2 separate regions of the Bos taurus genome follow, and region 2 is linked to region 1. Evidence: chromatin contacts called from public Hi-C data. All regions are on one chromosome and are shown on one strand. The core of a region is the stretch at or near the end of the contact, and the rest is flanking DNA. Distances in the headings are between cores, read along the strand shown.

Evidence for each region. A called contact is a pair of places that touch in the nucleus more often than the background predicts.
Region 2: a Hi-C map of an unstated tissue shows a contact between it and region 1, with 4 times the contacts expected there. The contact joins the promoter of B9D1 here to the enhancer-like site in region 1. A contact is called at or near these places in 4 of 11 Hi-C or Micro-C datasets (liver, skeletal muscle and an unstated tissue).

What each region holds. Positions count from the first base shown.
Region 1 is chr19:34,035,171-34,041,922 of ARS-UCD2.0, reverse strand. No RefSeq gene overlaps it. Among named protein-coding and RNA genes, the nearest start is that of TRNAW-CCA, 9.5 kb to the right of the region's middle. Within about 2 kb of position 3,597, at least 9 of the 102 cell types and tissues checked have an H3K27ac peak or open chromatin away from gene starts, as enhancers often do.
Region 2 is chr19:34,104,050-34,110,801 of ARS-UCD2.0, reverse strand. B9D1 (B9 domain containing 1) reads right to left here and starts at 4,043. Exons shown (of 7, transcript NM_001110064.2): 1 at 3,946-4,043; 2 at 2,536-2,604; 3 at 1,691-1,802. The coding sequence starts at 4,008.

The DNA of each region.
Region 1 (6,752 bases), core at 2,348-4,847:
AGTCACAATTTCAGATGACGTTTGGTTGGTTGTCTTCTTCTTTAACTCTACCAATACACTTCTGAGAGAAGGCTTAAATTCTTATACTCCTGTGCACCTCAATTTTGGACCCCAAGTGCAAGCACCCTCCATACTTTAAGGAATAAACATTCTTCTTCTTCCTTCAGAAAAGGATCCACCAGGCTTGCTCTCCCGACCAGACCCACATGGCACCTGAAGCTAAGGACAGCTCAACAGCCACCTGCGATTTCACTTCCTTATGTTTTCCCCCAGTTCACCCTTCCTCCCTAGCAGGCCCAGTGGGGTTCAAACAGCCTGCGGTCTGGGAATCAGGGGTCACCCCCACCACACCCTGGGCCACTGGCGCCGTGGCCACCTCCACTGAGCACCGCCACCCGCCTCCCCTACATCTCACAGGGGACAGTGGGTTTGGACCCCCACTCCCGACCTATTTGCTGAATTTTATGCTTTGAGAAAAGTCACCTCTCCCAGGCTTTCAACAAGGGAATGCACTCACCAATTAGCCCAGCTAGAGACTCTGGTGTCTATGAAACCTTTTGTGGGCCTGCCTGCAGCTTCTCCCACAGGACTTCCCAGTTAGGTTTGCCGGGTTCTTCTCCCGGAGCACGTAAGCCTTTGCTCCCTCCAGCGTGTGTCTGTGGGACTGCATGTTCCCTGGCTCTCTGTTCTCTGCAACCCCTAGGCATCTGAAGTATGCCAGCTGTCCGTTAGCTCCCCAGAGCCTGGGAGATAGATACCAGTCCTCAGAATGCTGGCTAGATTCATGCTATGCTCTTCTCTCTCTCTCCTGGTGCTATTGAGTCAGGTGTCTTCTCCTGATTGCACCAAGCTGCCCTGGCCTCCGTGTGCCGCACCATGGGCCCCCTGGTGCTGATGCTGCTGAACACTGCCCTCACTCCTTCTAGCTTTAGGCAACCTCCAGACCTCCAAACTGCGTTGGTTCTGTTAGCCCTGGAGTCAGGAGAGACAGACACCAGTCCCTCGAGTAGCCCTCTGAAAGCCTGTAGTATTGGCCCACGTCTTATGTTCTCTTCCCCACCCCCCTGGGACGAGCCGTGCCAGCCAGGGGGTGGGCAGTCACAGAAGAAATGAAAGGGTCTTCTTACACTTCTCCATGGAGCTGTTGTTGACTCTGCATTTGCCTGGGGGACTACAACTTCTTGGAAATGGCCCCCCCACTCCAGTGTTCTAGCCTGGAGAGTCCCGTGGATGAAGAAGCTTAGTGGGCTACAGTCCAAAGAGTCATAAAGAGTCAGACACAGCAACTAAGCACAGCACTGCAACTTGTTAGCTGGTTTCTGAAGTTCTCCTAAAGGTATTTTGGTGTTTCTAGGGTTAATTTGGTGTCTCTGTTGGGGATGAGGGCTGAGCCTTCCTATTCTGCCATCTTGCTGGCACCACCCTGAGTCTTCTGTTCATCACCATGAGATCACATGAGGTGTCAAGACATATAGAGCATGTCAGTCACTTAGTTGTGGCTGGCTTTTTGCAACCCCATGGACAGTAGTCCACCAAGCTCCTCTGTCTGTGGAATTCTCCAGGCAAGAATACTGGAGTGGGTAACCATTCCCTTCTCCAGGGGATCTTCCTGACCCAGGGATTGAACCCGCATCTCTTGTATTGAAGGCAGACTTTTTACCATCTGAGCCACCAGGGAAGCCCAGGATGTATAGAGCCCAGTTGTCTAAAAGGTGCTTAACACAGACTTTGAATGAGAGGCTGAATGAGTGACACAGACCAGACAAAGACCCCATCTCCTTTAATTAGTAAGGAAACTAAAGATCAGAAATGCTCAAAGTCCAAGGCCAGCTGCAAGCAAGAGATGGGTCTGCAGTGGGTTGAATAGTGTCACCCAAAAAGGCATGCCCACCATAAACTTCAGTTGTGACCTTATTTGGAAATTATTATAGAGTCTTTGCAGATATAATCCAGTTAAGGGTCTCAAGATCGTCCTGGATTTAAAGTAGGTCACAGTTCCATTGACTGAAGTCCTCCTAAGAGGAAGGAGGGGGAAAGCAGAGACAGGGACACAGAACTGAAGATGTCTCATGAAGACATCTTCATGAGAGGTAGCTACAAGCCAAGTTCTACCAGCAACCCCAGCAGCCAGGAAAGAGGCATGAAACATATGCTCCCCCAGAGCCTCCTAGAGAACTAACCCTGCTGCCACCTTGGCTTCAGACCACTGGCCTCCAGACTGGGAGAGAATAAACTTCTGGAGTTTTAAGCTCCCAGTTTGCGGTTCTTCATTCCAGCAGCCCTAGGGATCTAATATAGGATCTAACTTCCCAATCAAAGAGTTGTAACTTCTATTCCCGATCCCACCACAGATCTTGAGAAGGGAGTCAGGTCTGTTTAAAAAAAAAAGAACTACAGGTCCCAAAATGGAGTCACCTGCAAACGAATACTTACTATCTAACACTATCTAACCGCAGTGTCTCCCAAGAATGTGACCCTTTAACCAGTCAACAGGAATTAGTGAGGTATCTGCATGATAGAACCCCCCTCTCCCCGCCAAAGGAAGGTGACCCTGCCTAAAGCAATCCACTCTGTTAGTAACTGCCTTTTTTTCCTAGTCCCCTTTTGCCTGTAAAAGCCTTCATTCTGTACAGCTCCTCTAATCTCCTTCTCATGTGCTGGATGAAATAAATGCTGCCTGATTCAAAAATCTCTGAATTGAGACTTTTCTGGTGGTTCCTTAAGACTGCTTCCACTGCAGGGGTCACGGGTTCAATTCCTGGTCAGGGAAGTAAGATCCCACCTGCCTCACAGTGTGACCAACAAATAAATAATAAAAAAAGAATTTGAGTAAATTATGAAAAAACTGACAGCACAGGTATGTTCAGAGTACGTTATTGGTTCCTATGCTAACCTCACAGTAGCCCTGAGTGAGGCTCCCGCTGTCGGTCCTCTTTATACCTAGAAGTGAGAGTGAGGGAGTTTAAGACACACCTTAGACCCACGCGAGGGCCAGTGACCGGTGGGGACTCCACCCAGGCAGCCCAGCTTCAAAGCCATTCGATTACACTCTCAGAATGTGGGCAGTAGCCCGTCCTCCAGCACAGTGACTTCAGATGGACTGTGGAGGGAAGGAGCAGCAGGTCAGTCCCGGGGCGTCAGGAAACCTTGCATCTCTCTCCCAGCTCACTACTCAGAGCCCCTTCGTGGACTTCCCGTTGGGAACACAGAGAAGGTTAGGGTTCTCAGGGACAACATTTGCAATTCTCACCCAGTCTTAATTACTCGGCGGGTACGGTGTTCACTCTCCTCTGGGAGCTGCGAGGAGCAGACTCACAGAATTCACACTCGCAGCCAATTAGACCTGATCTGGACGCACAGCGCCTCATTTTCTGCGCCCTCAGATTCCCCTCCCAGCTTTCCTCCTAAGCCAGCTCATCTGCGTCGTCGGGCAACTGGCCTTGATACGGTCTACGATGAAGTGAACAATAAACTGGGGACGTCGCCGTACAGGACACACGCTGACTCCTGGGGATGGAGCCGGGAGGGGGCAGGAAAGGTTGGCGGACTTATGGGGTGGGCACGAGTGTGCATGACGTCACCGCGCCCCATCCAGGCGTTCGCGGAGCCGCGGCGGGATTGGCTGCCGGCAGGTGCGGTGGGCGCTAGAGGCCGAGCTCATCGCCTGTGTGCGCCCTCCTTGCGGTCGAGGGTCTCGCGCCCCCGGGTTGAGGCCCGGCCTCGCCTGCCTCCCACCGCCCGCCAGGCCTGGGCGTGGCATGTGAGTCCTGCGCGCCCACCTGCGCCTCCGCACCTTCTGCCGCCTCCCTCCCAGGGAGCGGGACGGGGGCGCGGTCCAGAGGAGAGTTGCCCTCGGCTCGGCTGGGCCGGGCGGCGTAGGCACAAAGAGGACACTGATGGCCCGCGGGACGGCTCTACAGCCTGGGGACAAATTGAGCCTGGAGCGCACTGAGCCTCTGGAAACACCCATAAAGAGATTGTGTTAAGAGTGTAGGAACTGGGTGGTCCAGTGGTTAAAAATCCACTTTCCAGTGCAGGGGGTGCGTGTTCCATCCCTAACCCTAACCCCTACCCCTACCCCGGGGATCTAGATACACCGTACTGTGGGGCAGCTAACCCTGTGGGCTGCAACTCCTGGGCATGTGCCCCATAGTGGGGAGAAGCCGGAGTGCCACTACTGAGACTGGATGCCGCCAAAAATAAATATTTTAAAATGTAGAGTTAGAACTCTCAGCTCCCAAAAGTGTGGAGAGTGCAGTTCTTTCGCGAGGAACCCTGGGATTGGGTTACTGGTGTTTTTTTCTGGAGTAGGTTGAGGCCCTCAGTCCTGGGCTGGAATTTTTGGAAGCATTTTGGGAGCCTACAGTTACTCCTGTTTTATTCTTAGGAACACTTCCCTTCAGATAGAGAAGGTATAAATAGACTGAACAACAGATTAAACATTCAAAAATATCTCTGTAAAAATGGCAGAGTCCTTATACTGTGACAATATAAATGGAAGCCCAAAGCAGAAAAATCTTTCTGGGAAAGTTAAAAAGTAGCACAAGGCTCTTCCAGGGGAGTTATTTCACATGAAAATGAATGGAGGAAAATGCAGAAAGACTATTGCTAACCTGTATCCTTCAGTCCTGCAGTACTTGTAACTGCCCAGCAGTGAGATGGAAGAAAGAGCCTGTAGACAGTGACAGAGGCATCAGTGTTTTTTGGATGGGCACCTTAACAGGTCAGAGGCAAAGGTCCTGGAGCAACACCCCACTGAGTACAGGGGAGGGCAAGCAGGACATGGCAGCAATCTTCATTGGAGGGGGCTGCTCTCAGTTGTAGGGGGCGTGATGTTAGAAGCCCCCTTGGTCAACAGGGGGGCTCCCACACAGCTCTGGGTTAGCAACAGTAATGAAGGCTGATGTCTCCTGATGATGACCAAACATAATGGAGCCATTCTGGTCCTTGGGCTGGAACAAATTTTAGCTGGGGGTCAGGCTGATCACTGGAGAAGGCGGTGGCAACCCACTCCAGTATTCTTGCCTGGAGAATCCCATGGACAGCAGAACCTGGCAAGCTACAGTCCATGGGGTTGCAGAGTCGGACACGACTGAGAGACTTACACACACACAGGCTGATCATGCTGGCGATTCCTGATTAAACTTGCAGATTAAGACGGGGATGCAGGGACTTCCCTGGTAGTCCAGTTGTTAAGAATGCAGGGGACTCGGGTGCGATCTATGGTCAGGGACCTAAGAGCCCACATGCCACGAAGCAACTAAGCCCATGAGCCACAGATAGAGTCCCTGTGTGAAATGAAGAGCCTGTATGCTGCAGCTAAATAAATAAATATTAAAAAAATAGACGGGAAGCAATCTTTTGCATAGCATAAGGGTGAGGCAGGGCCAGTGGGGCATGGGATGTACCAAGAGCAAGAGAGCAGCCATTTATGGGGACCGACAGACCATACAACCATAGGAAAAGTCAGAGTTCCATGAAGAATTCAGGAGCGTATTGGTTGTGAAGACAAAATGAGGTAACATATAAAATACCTACTGGGACCTCCCTGGTGCTCCAGGGGTTAACATTTCGCCCTTGAAACGCAGGGGAGAGGGTTGAATCTCTGGTCCCAGAACTAAGATCCCACATTGCCACAGGGCAGCTAAGCCCATGCTCCACAACGAGAGAAGCCTACCAGCCACAATAAAGACCCAATGCAGCCAAAGAGTAAAATGTGTACCATGGTGCCAGGGACGTGGTAGGTCCTCATAAAAGTGATAAAATTGCAAAGATCTGAGTTTCCAGATGACTCAGAGTAGGTTTATGAATCATTTTGTGATGATGATTCCCTGATTTACATATCCGTCAGATGATACAAGGTCACTGGCTATCCTGGGGACCCAAATAGGGTGATTTGGTTGGACTCCATTAATGCCTAATCAGAGAAGAACAATACATTTTTGAGAGGGAGAGAAATAACACAAGAATGTAAGGTGGAATAGGGGCTGTGCGGTAGCCATCTTCCAGCTTACATGACTCTGAGTAAGTACTGACAGCAGGCTTGCTTACTGCTTGTGCTTGGAGAGAGCCCAGCATTAGGTTAAATCACATCTTGCCCCACAGCCCTGGGCAGTCCTGACAGCCCCACAGTCATGAGCTCTGACAAGTCCGTGGAAGCCTAGTAGACACGCCAAGAAGCAGGAAACAGGGATGTCCCGGTGGTCCCGTAGGTTGACTCTGAGCTCCCAATACAGGGGGTGGGATGAACAGATTCGATCTCTGGTCAGGAAACTAGATATCCCCCTGCTGCAACTAAAAAAAATTTTTTTAGAAACATTGTGCTCTTTGGAGCTCATTTTCAAAGCATTACTTGGCTTACAATCCTTTTACTCCGGTTATATCACAGTTTAGATTGAGGCATGTTGCAACACATGGACTGTATGTAGCCCGCCAGGCTCCTCTGTCCATGGGATTTCCCAGGCAAGAATACTGGGAGTGGGTTGCCGTTTCCTCCTCCAGGGAATCTTCCAGACCCAGGGATGGAACCTGCATCTCCTGTGTTTCTTGCATTGGTAGGCAGGTTCTTTACCACTAAGCCATCTGGGAAGCTCTTAGAATTGAAGGACTCCATGGCAAAGAAAAGTTGGGTGACTTGTCTGGTGTCACACAGATAGTAGGTGGCAAAGACAGGACTGGTACACTTGCCATCCCCTTGGTAGAGGGAACCTTCCACAGTGATGTTCTTTGTCTAAGTTTAAACCCAGATTTAA
Region 2 (6,752 bases), core at 2,794-5,293, 68 kb before region 1:
ATCACCGTGTTAGCTTTTCTGTAGTTGCGGTGAGCAAGGGCTATTCTTTGTTGTGATGTGCGGGTCTTCACTGTGGTGGCTTCTCTTATTGCGGAGCACAGGCTCTAGGGCTTTAGAAGTTGTGGTTTTGGGCTCAGTAGTTGTGGTGCAGCACGTGGGATCTTCCTGGACTAGGGATCGAACCTGTGTCTCCTGCACTGGCAGGTGGAGTCTCTACTACTGAGCCACCAGGGAAGCCCCTCACTTTAGCTTTAATTTGCATTTTCCTTAATTGTAACTGTTCTTCCTAAAATAAACCTGAGGCCTTGTCCTGTTTATTGGTCACTCAGACCACTCTCAAGTCCCCTTTCCACTCCTGCGCTGCCCCTTGTCATGAACCGGCTGTCTGCATAGATTCAGTTCTGCCTGGGGCTCCGTATGGATCTGTCTGTCCCGGTGCCCTCCTCACTGTGCTGTATAATTACAGCTTAGTATCTGGCTGGCAAAAGTCTCAACGGGCATCTCCATCATCTCTGCCAGAATCGGCAAATGCTCCTGGGGGGAGCGGGGGCGGGGCCTCTCTGGAGCCCTGCTTTGCTCCTGGAGCTCAGCAGCTAAATAAAGTTCCATGCTCTGCTGCCTGTCTGATGCCTTCATGTAGTTGTTTTCTGGTTTTGCTTTTAAGTACTCTATTCACCTGTCCTCGGCAGCAGGAGTCTGGTATGTTACCTAGTGCTGTCTTCCAGGGAGCCAATGAGAGTTTCTTATTCATGGACAGCAGGATGGCCGTCCTGCCCAGGAGGGTCACTGGGCAGCCTCTGCTCTAGACCTGCAACCCCAGACCCTCTAAGCCTGGGCGCCGGCTGCACGCAGTGTGAAGGCCTGGACTGTGAAATCAGATCCGTGCTCAGCTACTCAAGGTGAAGCTGAAGGCAAATGATGCCACTGTTTTGAGTCTTGGTTTCCTAAACAGGAGAAGAGGTGGAGAGAAGCCTACCTTTAAGATAGTATCTCACAGCTCAGCCAAGTCCACGTTTGGAGAGCACGCACAGCTCTGTGGAGCGAGCCAGGCTTTGCACACAGCTAGCACTCACGAGTGACTTCACTTTCACTTTTCACTTTCATGCATTAGAGAAGCAAATGGCAACCCACTCCAGTGTTCTTGCCTGGAGAATCCCAGGGACGGGGGAGCCTGGTGGGCTGCCGCCGTCTATGGGGTCGCACAGAGTCGGACACGACTGAAGCGACTTAGCAACAGCAGCAGCAGCAGCACTCATTAAGTGAGAGTGATCACAGACGACCAGATACAGTGGACAACAAACCCTGCAGACACTAGCAAGGAGAACTTTGGGAGGCCAGAGGTAGGACGAGGGCTGGGTGCCCATGGCAGAGAGAAGGGCCTACCCCTGGCTCAGGGCAGGGTCTTGGAGGAGGAGCAGGGGGCTCGGGACTGGCGGAAGCACAGCGGTGATGGATGGGGGAGAGCCGTTGAGAGGCCAGACTGCTGAGCCCCAGTCACCAGGCTCTGCCCTTCGCAGGCAGTCGCTGCTCAAGGTTTCAGGCTGGGCTTCACCGACTTCGTCAGAACCTCGGAAAGGTCAAGTGCACACAAATAAGTGGGAAGGAAGGGAAAACAGCCAGGTGTCTGAGAGCACCTGACAAGGCTGGTAGAGGGCCCCAGGGATGAGCAGGACGAAGCCTGCAGACTCACAGCCGTAGGGGTTGGTGCTCTTAAAGGTGACGTCGATGGGGAAGTTCCATACCAGCGCCCGCCTCGCATCTTGGCTCTTGGAGGTGATCTGTGAGATGCCTTCCTCCAGCCCCTGCGAGGACAATGACAGTGACGGCCAGCGTCCCAGCTCCAGGCTGCCATGTCCTCCCACCCCACCCCAGAGGTGACAGCTGAGAGCTGTTTTCATCACCATCTTCTGCCGAACAGAGGGACCTAAGACATGACAGAGCGGCTCCCAGGTCTTTGAGGGTTTCTATCCATTAGGGCCTGAAACCTTGAGGCCCCTCCCCTCTCCTGGTGCCCAAGCTCCACCTGCACCTCCTTCAGAGGAGGGGACGGTCCAGCAGGCTGTTGCCCTCTCCCTTGTCGTTCTGCCTAGCTAGTTTATTCTACAGCCTTCTACTTGGCCCATCCCCCTGCTTCCTTCAGCTCTACGCTCAGTTACTGTCTTAAGGAGGCCTTTTCTGGCCTCTCATCCCTCCCCTTCCTGCCTTCACTTTCCCCTCAGCACCGCTACTAGCCAACAGCCTGGAGCGTTTACTGCCCCGAGTCTGTCTCCCTCTCAGGCAAGTGGCCCCAGCAAAGCTGAGCTGGTCTGGCTTTGTTTGCTGCAGGGCAGGGCCCAGGAGCGACCATAGCCTTAAGGGTGGATCAGGGATCTCTGCATTCTCTGCCCCGGCCTCACTGGGAACAAACTCACGTGTGTGCCACCCGTGAACTCTTAACTGGTTCTGAACTGGGAGGGGAAAGGGTGCAATGGCGCCTTCAGAAACCCCTCCAGTCACAAAAGCTGTGAGTCTGGGAGGCTGTAGGGTCCAGCTTACCGCTGTGGGGGCCCAGTCCTGGCCATACACGAAACAGTACTTGCAGTAGAGGTCGTCGTACTCAGGAAACTGGAAATAAGCACACACAGCTTCTGCTCACAGGGACTCATGCTGTGACCACCTGTTAGCCAGGCAGGTACAGCCACCAGCAACTCTGAACATGAGGCACCTGGCGGGCAGGGGCTGAGAGAGCAGGGTGCGTGGATATGGAGTTCATTGGAGGGTCTGGTCTCAAGATGTGGGATAGTCCAGGGCCACTGCTGCCCCCAGGCTTTTGCTCAGGCTCTGACATCTGTATGACATGCCCTTCTCATTCCTTCACCTGGAGGAGTGCTGGTCACCCTTCAAAACTGACACTTCGGGGAGCCTGCCATGACTTCCAGGTTGTTGGAGCCACATCCCAGCTTCCACAGCCCCTGGTGCTCCATCACAGCACTGACCATGTTTATTTCTCTCAACTCCATTAGACTGTGAACAAGGGACAGGTATGTGGGCCTTCTGTGTCCCTAGCACCTGGCACAGGGTGGGCACAGGAGGGTCTAAGGAATGATGCCGAAGTGAAAGGTCTAGAAGACAGGTGCTCCCAGGATACAGGGCTTGGTGGGAGCTGAGGGCCTGCAGAGCGGCCCAAGCAGAGAAGGGGAAGAGTGGGGATGAGGGGCTGCTGAGAACACAGGCACATGTGACCCAGCCCAGCTGAGGCCCCTGCTGGGATAAAGCAGAAGAGGGGAAGCTGGCCTTAGGCACCAGGCCAAGGAGGAGGTGGACAGGGTGGGAGCGTGGGGCAGCGACCCTGATGAAACAGGAAGGCGGGAGATGCCCACTAAGAGACCCCACGGGGCTTTACCTAGACCACCTTGGTTAGTACTCACAATATAATCATAATATTTTAAAAACAGCCTGGAAAGGCAAGTCCAGCAAAGCTTTGACATCAGTCCAAGTTTGAAATTCGTTTTGCCACTTCCTTTGGGCAACTTCCCATCTGTAAAATGGGGGTGCAAGTAATACCTACTTCAAAGGGTGGTTGTGAAGACTGGCTGAGCGGGGCTGGGCATGAAGACTGGCATATATCATGTCTTACAGTAGTAACAAACGGTTCTTAGGACATGCAGGGGACTGGAAAGCACTGTCCCCTTCCGTCGGACAGACACACCCTCCAGGTCAGGAGAGCTGCCACCATCGCTGTGTCAGACCAACCCGCGCCGGAGGAGCTGAGGGTCGCTGGGTGGATGGAGGCCCCTGCCCGAATCTTCACGCGGGCTCGGCCAACTGTGGCCTCGGCCTGCTCAACCCTCCAGGCCTGTTTCCCCACCGCACTTCGTGGCGGAGGGTCCGCGCGACCTCTCGCCAAGCCTGTCACGCTGGCTCCCTCCCCCGAGGTTCGACCCTGGAGAACTCACGGCCGCTCACCTGGGCGCTCTCCACCTGCCCGTTGACCATGAGCAGGAACACGCTGGGGGCCGCGGCCGCCATAGCCGGGCCGCGCGGTTTCTAGGAGGCGCCGGGTTGCCCTGGAGACGACGGCGTGGCGCAAGGGACAAGTTTCAGGGAAGCGGGAGCTTCGGAAAAGCGCGCACAAGGCGGCGGCGCGCAGGCGCAGTCGGAGCGGCCCGTTGCGGTGGGAGGCGGGGCTCAGCCGTCCGGTCAGTCTGCTGGGCGGTCGGCGCGAGGAACCCCACGCGAGTGTAGCTGGTGGTGTAGGACCCAGGCCATCGCCCGGGAATGTGTGTCCGTTCTGACCACCGCGCTGCCGGCTGGAGTGTGTGACTGGAGCCCGAGGCTGCTGAGGGGCGGGGTCCGGCCGCGCTTCCGAGAGTCCCCGTGGGGCCAGCAGCTCCCTGCCTCGGGTCGACAGATTCTCCCTCGTGCCTTTGAGACCCTCGCCTCCCAAAAGTTTATTAGACAAACCGAGAAGGGACCTGGAAGGTCCTTAAGCCCAAGACAGCAGGTCTCTGCGTGACGCGGGAAAACGGACCTCTGAGGGGCCGCCCCAGCACCTTGCCGGTGGGGAGGGGCGAGCCCACCGGGCTCGGCTGCCCGCCTGCTCTCAGCGCTCACCACTGTTCGCTTTTGCACATTGATTACTGTGACAGCTCCAGCCAGTGCCGCCTCTCCCCCAAGCCCTACACCACGAACACCAGGGCTGTGCCAGCCCCGTGTCCCGGTTGCCTGAGCACTGGTGGCAGCTTGTGGAGTGGATGGATAATTGAATACGTCTGCTGCTGCTAAGTCGCTTCAGTCGTGTCCGACTCTGTGCGACCCCATAGACTGCAGCCCACTAGGCTCCCCCGTCCCTGGGATTCTCCAGGCAAGAACACTGGAGTGGGTTGCCATTTCCTTCTCCAACGCATGAAAGTGAAAAGTGAAAGTGAAGTCGCTCAGTCGTATCCGACTCTTAGCGACCCCATGGACTGCTGCCTACCAGGCTCCTCCGTCCATTGAATTTTCCAGGCAAGAGTACTGGAGTGTGAATACATCTCCGTTGCGCAATATCAAAGCTATGGTTTTTCCAGTAGTCATGTATGGAGGATGTGAGAGTTGGACCATAAAGAAGGCTGAGTGCTAAAGAATTGATGCTTTCAAACTGTAGTGTTGGAGAAGACTCTTGAGAGTCCCTTGGACAACAAAGAGATCCAACTAGTCCATCCTAAAGGAAATTAGTCCTGAATATTCATTGGAAGGAATGATGCTGAAGCTGAAACTCTGATACTTTGACCACCTGATGTGAAGAACTGACTCATTGGAAAAGACCCTGATGCTGAGAAAGACTGAAGGCGGGGGAAGAAGGGGACGACACAGGATGAGATGGTTAGATGGCATCACTGACTCAATGGACATGAGTTTGGTGGACAGGAAATGGTGGTGATGCACAGGGAGGCCTGGCCTGCTGCAGTCCATGGGGTCACAAAGAGCTGGACACGACTGAACGACTGAACAACAGGCGTTGTGCATAAGAGGAAGCAGATTCAGATGCAAGATGACTGGGACTCAGTCAGAGCTGTAGATACAGAGCTGAGTGAGGACTCCATCAGCTTGGGACCCTTGCTGCTGCTTCCCTTCCTGGGCTTGGGCCAGCGCCAAGGGCGTTTCTTGACCAAGGTATCAAAGGTGGCGTTAGAAACCTTATCTGGGATCCAGAGAATGAAGGGATGGACAGGTGTGTAGACATCAGGGAGGCCGTGCCCTCAGTAGGGTGCCCAGGTCATCACACCCTGCAGCAGCCAGCTGCTGGCTCGGTAGCAGACCAGGGGTTGTCCCAGGAGACATCTGTGCGGGAAAGGGAAGGAGAGGTCACAGCCAGCCCAGGCCCACTGACCGTCCCCCCACCCCCACCCCCCGCCAGGTAAGCAAAGATACTTGACAGGGGACGGGACAGCCCGTGTTCACACATCTGATAAGAGAGGCTGAGGCTGGGGAGCCTGATGGGTGGGCCAGGGGCTCGGGTGAGAGTCTGCCTCCCTGAGGCCTTGGCCATGTCCCCCACACACACCCCCCCATCCCTTTCCAGTTAAGATGCTTCTCCACAGATGATACCACTCTCGTCTAACACTTTCCAGTGGCTTTTGAGGCTTGGTGTTACACAAATCAGTTTTCAACAAAATGCTTGCTGTTATCAAATAATCATGGGCTCCCTAGAGTTGCAAACCTGGCTGTGTCCAAGGCTGCCCCACATTTGCACAGAACCTGGACAGGGAGGCTCCTGGGGGCGGGGAGGAATCTCTGGGGTGTCCATTAGGGGTGCAGATCAGTAGTCCCCTGGAAGGTAGGAGATGACCAGGCCTAGTGGCTTTAGGAGGAACTGCGGGGCTGGTGGGGCCCGACTGGAGTCCTCACTGTGAGGTGGGGTGGGCTGTTATGGGGTCTGGTGCATCAGGAGCCCTTGGGCAGGCGGGTCTTCAGATCAGGACAGTCAGAGGGAGGAGGAGGGGGTCTTTGCAGGTGCTGGTGTGCAGTAGCCTAGGCAGGATGCTGTGCAGTTTTCGGGGCAGGATGTAGGGGTCTGCACAGGGAGGGGAGCCAACCCTCAGCAGGTTGGCACCAACCTGGCCTCAAAACTTTCCACTCCTCCTGGACTTCCAGTCCTCCCTGTCCTCTCTCTGGACCCCTAGCCCCTCTCAGTGTAGCTTCTTCCTCCGTTGTACTCTCATAGTCCCCTCAGGGCCAGGCCCACTGAGACTGGGGACACACTGTGGCCGAAGGGAGGGGGCTGGGAGAGT